2 separate regions of the Takifugu rubripes genome follow, and region 1 is linked to region 2. A link is a contact called in public Hi-C data. All regions are on one chromosome and are shown on one strand. Each heading gives the region's core, a stretch centred on a gene start, on an enhancer-like site or on the middle of the called end of the contact. The rest is flanking DNA. Distances are from core to core; before and after follow the strand shown.

Region 1 (5,085 bases), core at 1,283-3,782, 150 kb after region 2:
AAGCGTTCATAAGGGCATGCAGATAAAGCCATTATCAAGTCATTAAAGTCTTCATTTGCTTTGAGTGGCACTTATTTGCAAAGGTTGTTCACGCCATTGAATCCCTTTGCAATAACACCGTGGTTATGATGATTATTTTAATATCTGTGCTGCGAGTTCAAAGCAGCCGTGATACTGCTCACAGTCATACAAGCAATAAACGCATTTTCACCAATTCCGATTAATTGCTGAGCATCTTGCCCTTATCAAATTGCTACATATACTGTAATTAGTTTAAAACCAAAGAAAAAGGCCCGTGATCTACAAAAGCTGTAATTAACTCTGAAACGAAGCGTTGGCTGATTACAAAGGGAGGAAAAGATCCAGTCGTCTGAAGGAATATGGATTTCACTCCAGCGCCAAGTCATCGGTACTATAAAATCACTTTCCCTTTGGTCAGATTTTAAAAATACGCCAATATCTGCAGTAATTACACACTGATGCTTAAAGATGGAGACTGGGAAGAGTAATTTGAGAGTCTCAACTAACCCCCTGGCTTTGTGTAAGTGACACCAGCCTGCAGGGATGACTTAAATCACAGGGACGGAGGAAAAACGAAGCAAGGGCAGAGAAATCTCACCTTGGGGTACTGTTTGACAGGTATGAGCACTCGTTCTTTCAGTTTGATGTTCTTTGTTGTGAAAAGGTCCAGGTATGTTTCTGCCTCCTTTTTGGCTTCGCCTTTCTGGATTCTGTCAATCTCTGGACAAAGAGAGGGGGTCATAGTTTAGATAAGAGGACATATCAATGCATAGAAAGAAACCCTCTTCCTACCGCGCCATGCAATATTTTTTTGAAATTCCCTTCAGACTCCATGTGGCTGCTTATTATTTTACAAAACACGGTGTTTTCAGCTGGTGATAAGCGCATCTTTAAATGTTTTTGTTATCTTGTCAAGACATTGAATGGAGCGCGAGCGGTTTAGTCATCTGGGCCATTATCTTGTCAGTGTTAATAATCAATTCAGCCACTTTTCAGGGAAAACTCAGAGCGCTGCAGCCTACGTGCTCACCATCGTGACAGCCTGTGGCCGTTTTCTTATTTTTTGAGAGATCAGCACGCTGCTTTGGTCCAAACGCAACTCCTGCCAATGCATCAGTACAGAGAAAACATAATCTTCGCAGACTCGTGTTGAAGCACCTGGAGCCCAGCGGCATTTCACCAGGAATGAAGCCACGTGTGAGGAAAACCTCAACCTCCAGTTTGGTTCATATCGCACTCTTTGTCCTCTTGAACTTGCTATCTGGTTACATATCCTAATCAGACCAAACACAGGTTTAACCTCTGTGTGTGTGTGGGGGGGGGGGACAGACTGAGGACCTCTAAGCAAATATGGCTTACAGCCCCAAGGGCCAACAGCATCATCGTCATCATCAAAAACTTATAAATGAATCCTTAAAATTGCATCCGTTTTGTGTCTTAAATAGAGCTGTCACTGCAAAAGATCTTACTTCCGGGCACTGTTTGTGTTCCACCCTAAAGAACCCCCCACCATACATGCATCCAGCAGAACAAGCGAAAGACTGACATGAATCTCTTCTTTTGTCTTCCCTGGCAGAGCTCCGGCGCAGCCAGAGCTCGGGCTCTTGCTCAAGGACACTCCGGCAACCACGGAGCGACAGCGTGGCTTCAATCGCCGTCAACAGAAAGGGGTGATCCCCCCCGTCCAACAGTGGTCGCGATTTGCGCACATTTATGTGTCGTTGCGCAACGCAGCTGCCAGACAATGAGCCCAACAGGGGCTCCAAAACGGAGAACAAGCCACCGTTTGTCCGCTGGAGAGTTGAAACCACACGTCACAGACCAGCGGAGGAAAAGGGACAGAAACTTGTCTCGCTCAGAAGTGTCGCAGCTGGTTTCGGAAGAGAGTTACCGCGTAATTACGCTTCACCCACCGAGCCACGAAACCGCTACGCGCTGCGGCGGACGGGGCAGCGACGTCCGCTCGGAGATGGGGTGATAAAAGTGCACATCGTCGTCCCCCCCAACTTCACACTCCCTTCCCGAATTAAACAAGCTGTCAACTTTACCTGCGTTTAAAAGTTTCATGGCGTGCGTGAACGACGAATCCAGGCTGTCCTTCTCCGCCAAAAGCTCAGGGAGATATTTGTCGCCGTTCTCCATTTTTTCAGTTTTAAAACAGGGGAGGCAGTTTCGCTGCAAAAGGTGGAAAACCCCAAAAAATGACAGGATAAAAAGTATCCCAGTTATGTAACTAAGGAACGCCGCGTATCCGCTGCGGGGACGGCGCTTCGCATGTGGCTACCGGCGCGTTTCTGCGACGGGCTGCACCGCTACGTTCTCTTCCAACGGCCGGGGAGCCTCTTCTTTGCAGCGGCGCTCGACTGGAACTGAGAGAACAAAAGCGGCGAGATAGAAGAAGAGGGATTCGACTCAAGCCGGCGGAAGTGAGCTCAGAAGGACGCAGTTCTCCGACTGACGCCGCCTACAGTGCGCCGCCGCGCGGCTGCGCGCCGCCCCCAAGAGCGATAACGCTAATCTGCGCGATCTGCTGCCGCTTTGGGTGTGACTGTGAGGATGTGTTATGATTTCAGGAATCATAGTCCCTCAGCTCGGGGTGCACACAAGAAACCAGGTCCGTAATCCTAAAAGAAAGTACTTAATTTACAATTTCCATAATAAATTTGGCAACAAACAAACAAACAAACACGTGTTGCTACTACCGATTGATTCAAATTGTGTTTATCTACTTCACAGCAGAGACACGCTCTAAGACCGTTGTTAATTTGAGTCAGTAATGTATGATTAAGAGAACACGTGCAAAGGTATTATAGGTCATATTTGTATTTTTATCCCAAAGCCCTCATCATCTTTGCAAATCCAAATGATAGATAGATAGATAGATAGATAGATAGATAGATAGATAGATAGATAGATAGATAGATAGATAGATAGATAGATAGATAGATAGATAGATAGATAGATAGATAGATAGATAGATAGATAGATAGATAGATAGATAGATAGATAGATAGATAGATAGATAGATAGATAGATAGATAGATAGAGGCAGTATTTCTTGGTTCTCTACTGCCTCTTAGCGGTAGAGTAGCTCATTGCAACCTTTCAACCCAGAGAAGCCAAGCACTGATAGTTACTCTACCCATTCATCTTAACATTTCTGTTCACTCCAAATCGCAAAGGCCTAATTGGGGGTGTAGGAGGAGGGAAAGTCTGTGGGATACATATCGTCACATCATACATTGATTTTAGATATGATCGGATTGATTCTGCGGGGATGAATCCGTCTCACCAGAGGTCAGAGGTAACGGCAAGGCTGATGCTTATAACACTGGCAGCAGGAAAATGTCTTAGGTGCTTGGTCTTTTGAGCATACAGCGTGGTTTATTCACAGGTGGGTGCTCTTGTCACTGAAGCGCACGTAAAGGTCATTTGTCAATCAACTGCTGGAGTGAACGCCATTACACCGGAGCACAGCTGTTCTCAGGAATGCATCTGCTCAGAACAAATGAAGGAAAAAATTGTTTGCAATAAACACTTATGAAAGGCCAAAGACCAGCGCAGGCTGTGTTCAGTGTTCTGCTTGATCTCCCTCTGACCATTACTGTGTTATGGGTGTCGGGGGTTTGCAAGGTTGTCCTGACTCCTCTTGTCAGGGAGAAAATGAAGAGCACGTGAGCTGCCTCTCCTCTGGATCACACAAGGAAGACTCGTTCTGGCAGGTGGAGGAATTCCAAACGGATAGTTCACACTTTTGCCTTCTGCCTGTGCAGCCTTTCCCCGTCCCCTAGCACGTAGAGCCGGAGTCTGGGGGAAACAGGGGCAGATGGAGAGGCGTAAACACACAAACAAAACCTATTCAAACGATTCCCAGCCCCGGCGGTTCACCCGAAATGTCAGATGTTCTTAGCAGACTAGTTTTATTGCACATCACACGCGCTGCCGAATAATGAGAGCAGCGTTGAGCAGGTATCAATGAGCAGCTAGTTGTCGGTTTCAAATTAGTGCTTTTGCCTGCTAACCATTCAATTCAAAGGAGGGAGCCTTCCGGAGGTTTGTGCTGCAGATTTTAAATATCTGACACTAAAAGGAAATAAACCTAGAAATCTGGTTAGTTCTCGTAGGAACTTGTTCAGTAAAATAGGGTCCGGTGGTAAAGCAGGGAGAAAGGGATTGTCACCTTTGCAGGCTTTGTTCTGAAAGTGGAGGTTTTTCTCTTCCTGTGCCGTTTAGCAGGACAGCAAGTCCAGTACAGCTGTGGTCATGCTCGGTTTAGCACCACTACAAGGCCACAGGAAGCTTGCTTTCTGTTTTTTTCCCTTCTTTTATGAATTCTTTCAGAACTGTCACACCTGCTTTGGTCTATAACACCTCCCCAATCCAAACCTCCTCTTCCTCTATCATCTTCCCATCCTCCTGCGCTCCATCCGCCACGGAAAACGAGCTTTCCCTTCGCACCATTCTTCATCCCTCGCTCTCTGGCGGATGCTGCGGTGGGGATCGGTGTCTCCAAGGGGGTGTCGGAGAAGCTCTGGGAGGATTAAAAGGAATAATCAATTTAAGCCCTCAGTTAGTACAGGTTTTTATTAATGGGTTGAATTGTTATGGATATTGGTGGACTTTTACGGGGTTCTAAGAAAATCCATTACAGCGTTTAAATCAAACACCAAAACTGGCCCAAAACCCAAACGTGCACACTTCAAAAACCACAAGGCAAATGCCTGCGATGGCCAGTGACATTGCAGCATCTTTTTCCTTCAATAAATAAGCAATTTGACATTTGCGATGGTGCCGCTCCTGGCGGATCCGAGGGCCCTCGGGGAAATGTCTGCACTTGACTTTTGGAGAAAGTAATAGTTCATTTCAGAGGGGAAAGAAAGAAAAAATGCTTTTTGTCCTGTTGGATTTATCTGCTACTTTTTCACCGGCCAAAAGAGCTCTGGGTGGTGCAGGATCCACCTCTTTATTAGAAGATTGTAACGTTTTAATGTCATTTGCGTGCATGAATTATCATGGAGATGATTACATGTCTTACTTTGCATGTGTTTCCTGTGGTGTTTGGCT
Region 2 (5,127 bases), core at 343-2,842:
TGAAAGGATAGATGCATCATAACTTTGAGATATTTTGCTAATGGACAGACCAACGCCAGCTATCCCATAACCTCCTTGGCGGAGGTAAAGGCGCAGCTTGACGGCATGCCCGCTAATGGTTCCGAGGCTCAGAAGACGCCCGATAACACGGCTAAGCCTCCTTTTCAACTGGCAACAAGAAAAAATACATTATCCAGCAGAATTATACGCCAATGTTACCTTAAACTGACGCTCACAGGGATGTTATCTCTTCTCTTTGTGCAAAAAAGGAGTTAAAAAACAATGGAAATGGGGAGAGGAGAAGACACCGAGGCTTCTGCACCATATGTCTCCTTTATCACGATGAGAGGACGGTTGAGGACCAATTAAACCGAATCGAGGTCATGTTAATGTTTAAGGGACATTGGCACAACCGGGTTCACGATCCACCCGTGTGCGCTCACAATCTCGCCAGATGGGGAAGTCACATGCGTGCACAACACATAAACACAGATTGTGAGGGGATTCTGAAGTTTATTGTGCAGAACATGGGGAAGAGAGACAAACGAAGAAACCCAAACCTCAATTAACGTGGAAACTGCGTTTCGATCACACGCACTGTCATCTCCAGCGACCTATATTAGCTACGGCGCTGCCAGACAATTAACTATTCTATGAGTATGGAATTCAGTAGATCGTGTTCAGGTTTCAGGTCTTGATTAAGAGCTAAAGAAATTCTTTTCAGGGAGGTTTGGTCTGAAGCACGATTCCGAGCGATCCAGCTAACAGTTAGCTAAGCGTTAAGCTAATGCTGGAGCCAACCTTTAAGTGAGCACAAATCCGTGCCCGAGTGGAAAAGGTGGCTACATTAAGTCATACCTACTGAAAAAAACCAAGTTGTTTTTCATGACGAATCATAATATTGGTGTTATGATTAAGGCCTGCCGCACAGAAACACAAAACACGACACATCATGGTGAAACGTACCTTCCGCAGTCGATGCTAACGTTACGGTTGCGTTGCCATTTTAACGCCTATCTCAAATAAACGGAGGAAGACATCTAACCATTGTTAACGAGATATTAACACACAACACGCATCCACATTGAAATCATTAAACTAACGTGACACGATTTCACATCCAAGTTACCTACAAAAGACCTGAAAGATTACAGTGCCATTCTAATAGTTAGCCAAGTTTACTTAAGTTAGCAACACATGGCAGCAAATGTTGCGTGTAATATTGTCGATGTATTTCGTATGTAACATGACAAAAGACAAATTGGGAATAGACACAGTTGACTAGTATGAAATAACAACTAACCTTGCGTTACTACGTAGCAGCGTTAGCTGTCGACCTAGCTAAGTAAGCTCACTAAGATAAATGAGCCACAGCAACGGGTACAATTTCATAATCACTATTTAAGACGGCACGGCCGACCATTTTGTCAGCTGGAATCACATCTATGATGCCAAAGTGCAGAAATCCTTACCCATTATGTCCTATGAGGGCTGAATGTATCGAGTTGTAAAGACACAAATGGATTGTAAATCTGTTGTAGCTTTCCAGAATTTGCTCGTGAAAGCAATATGTCTGCCGGAGGCGGAAACGTCAAAATAGAGTAGCGACTTCCGGCCACCAGAGGGCGCACGAGGCTGACGCCGCCTTTATGAAAACCAGGTGAATATGGACGGCATAGCTTTGCATTGAATACTTTACCATCATACACATCTACGTGTTCCTATCCTGTTTTTCTGTTTGTTTCTTTCTTTCTTGATTTTTTTAATACAAAAAATATATGTATATACTTATATATAGATAATGTATGCATGCGTGTAAATAGACGCATCCCATGTGTTGGCAAATTGGACAGGTAAGATGCATCCATGGTGGGTTTGCTGATGATATGAAGGCAAATATTTAATTTACTACTTCACGATACTGTGACATCGTTTGATCCGAGCACCATTGCGGTCTGACGAGATAAACCTGGGAAATAAAAACGTTAGGGGGCAATGTTGCACAAGCAACATGCAACTGCTCATGAGGCGGCGTCCGCTGCTGCAAGGGTGATTGTAATTCCAAGGGGTGTGAGAGGTCAAGCTCAGTGGCACACCTTCCCATGATTACAGTTTCACAGCAGACAAAAGAAAGAACAAATAAATATTGCTCATAGGTCCACATTATTAGAGGCTCACACATGGGCTGGGGGTTGAGTTCCACTCAGCCGAGCAATGAGGACCGATGAATTCCAGCCTTGACCAGGTGCACTGAGGGAAACATGAATCAAAAGACGCAGCTTTGCCAGAAAGCATCTCTCTTGATATATATCTTGCGCATATTCTGGTTTAATTTATGGCTTTCAAATGGTCTCTGTGACCCGACCTGCAGGGCTGCAACTTGGGCTCATCAGGCTGATTTCCCTGTTTCTCCATTGCGAGTTCTTTAAAACCTTTTTTTCATTTCTGGGCCTGCTGAAGCACATCATACCGCGTTCTACACTTTACAGCGAGGCAAAGGCTATCCATTACTCAATGCCACAGAGTACAGGCTGCCTCTGTAATAGAATAGCAAGACCTAAACAAGTGTAGGAACTGAGTTCTGGTCCCTCAAACTATTTTTTCCTCTCAGCCGCTATAATTACCGCTGCAATCAATGTCCTATTTTTTTCCCATCGAAACTGAAAATGACTGGAAATAAAGGGAAAAGGGTCTAAATTAATGAACAGGAACAGCTCCCCTGACCACGTTAATGACCATTACCCATCCGGTGTGAGTCAGCGATATTGAAAGATCGCATTTTCAACGAATTAACGATCAGACTAGGTGTTCATAAACTGCTACTTCATCAACATTATTTCCCAGAGTGCAACAGAGCAGACGGCTTGTGGAGAAAAAAAAGCATTCACCAGCTTTATGAAGCCGTGTGTCGAGAGATTTATCAACTCTGTATCTGCCCTGTTTTTGCCCCACGCGCCTCACCTCTCGTCTAAAAATAAAGCTGCAAAGTAAAACGTGCCACTCACGTCGACACGCCGAGAACAAGACGCCACAGAAAGTGTCTCTGCCAGGCAAGTCGGTCACGTTTGATCGTGCCGGTGCCTGTTTGGCCGAGCAAATACATCCGGGGGAAGCTGTCCCTGAATCCAGCGACGCCAACAGGACAATATGGCCGGTTCACCGAAGCGTCGGCACTGGGTGGGAGCGGCGTTGCATGTGAAGAATGAAAAAAAAGAGATGGGTCTTTATAATATAGAGGTGGAAATCCATTCAGTGCTGTCCATTCCTTACTTTTTATCTGTATTTGAGCCCCCCCCCATGCTCCCTCGCCCGCTCTCCTTCTCCCCCTGGCATTCTGACACCTACCAGGTGGCTGGGCCGATAAGTAAGATGCTGAGCGGGTGATTTTGAAATATTCGCACGGATCACTCAATCATTCTTTGTGTGTGAGGAGGAGATTTGAGGAGGACTCAATTGAATGCTAATGTGTAACTTTTAGCGCCGGGTAAGAGACTCATATCCATAGCGAGGGAGCCGAAACAGCTGAAAATGACACTGACGATGAACAAATATGGCAACGCTTGTGCGCCGAGGCGGCGCCGTCTTGCTGCGCTTCATACTCGTTGCCTGAAACGCCAATGAAATTATTTCTATCATTAATCAGGACGGGCTTTTAAAGTGGTCTGCGTGTTTAAATCAAGCTGGGCTTTTCCAAAGGTCAACGTTGCTTCTGGGTCACAGCTTTAAATCTTGGGTCTGTCCTTGGGTGTTCCAGGTAGAGGTGGCCCGACCACGCCAGCGCTGTCTTGATGCAGGAGGTTGTTGGGTCGCGTTGGTAACGGGCTGAAACTTATTTTCATCCCTTGATCCTTGGAATCTATCCAGCCAGGCTGCCACGGGGTTGTTCAGAGGCCATAAAGAAGGAGTGATATGAGAGAGGCATTGTAGACCCCCAAGTTTGCTTCAGGGTGTTGTTGATCAGGAAGGGTGGCAGATGAGGACCGTCTTCCCAGTCGGCCGGGTGACTCACTGAATAATTTGCTGTCAGCATAATCGAGGTCCAACAGCGTGCATCAAAAAGTGATGCTCGCTGGGTTCCTATTGTTGATGGGGCACACAGATCAATGTGGCACAATTAACAAGTGCCCCAGTTAATGAACACGGAGGTCTGTCGGTGTAACTGCATTCTGCAGATGTAAAGGAATTAGTAAATTCTCCAGTCTTCTTAACTGCTTTATCTCTTTCAGGGGCACAGGAAGGGTAAAGGCAGAGTCTTCCCACTGGATGAGTCTCCAGTTCACCACAGAGCCCTATACAAGCATTTGTACCTTGCTCAAGGGTATTTTGGCAGTGCTCTGAAGGTATTCCAGCCCCTTCCCCCACTACCACAACACCTTCCATGGTTTGCCTGCACTGGGACTTGAACTGAGAACCCTCCACTTCTAAGCCCAGTCCCCAACAGAGGGAGCTACCACCACCTTGGAATTTAGCTCTGTCTAAATTCAAAACTTGCCAATTCTGTCTCCCTGGTGCTGCTCTGATGCTGTGCAGGTTTCCCGAGTCGCAGCTCTCTCTCTTTCCGCTGCAGATAGCATCGCAGACAAAATAAAAATAGACCTCAAATTATTCAGCTTCAACTGTGGCTCAGATGCTTTAATTAATGTCGTTTGATGTTTCCTCTCCAGCGTTTCCAGCTCTGCCGCCGCCGCCGCTGCGGTCGTCCGAATAGGAGGGGGGTGACATAAAAGGTGACGTGTAAATGGCTGCAGATGTGTTGGAGCACCTAACTGCCTTGCTTTGGGGCTTTCACAGCCTCCCTGTGGTGGCCATAAATCCACCCTGTGATTGGAGAGGGGAGGTAATGAGGGCCTATGTGGCCACACTTTCACAGACACCCAGAAGCGCACAGGTTTCTCCGTAAATAACGCCGCCACTGACCCTGCCGGCGCTCGGATCATCTCGGCCTGCCACAATCCCCATCCTCCAGTAAATCTATCTAATTAAATCACCCGTAGAGACCAAAGAGTTTGTACTCCAGTCCATCACAGGGTCCTGCAGCAGAATAGGTGCTGACAGGAGTCCAAATCCACTGAATACTATTAGTTTTCTTTTTTTCCCACTCAGTGTTTATTCCTTTTGTATTAATTG

Evidence for each region. Hi-C and Micro-C count contacts between places; a contact is called where the count stands out from the background.
Region 1: a contact with region 2 is called in a Hi-C map of muscle, with 4 times the contacts expected there. The contact joins the promoter of khdrbs1b here to the promoter of kpna6 in region 2. A contact is called at or near these places in 2 of 2 Hi-C or Micro-C datasets (muscle and an unstated tissue).

What each region holds. Positions count from the first base shown.
Region 1 is chr12:6,155,213-6,160,297 of fTakRub1.2, forward strand. khdrbs1b (KH domain containing, RNA binding, signal transduction associated 1b) reads right to left here and starts at 2,533. Exons shown (of 11, transcript XR_964935.2): 1 at 2,070-2,533; 2 at 620-741.
Region 2 is chr12:6,003,457-6,008,583 of fTakRub1.2, forward strand. kpna6 (karyopherin alpha 6 (importin alpha 7)) reads right to left here and starts at 1,593. Exons shown (of 14, transcript XM_029844955.1): 1 at 1,473-1,593. The coding sequence starts at 1,476.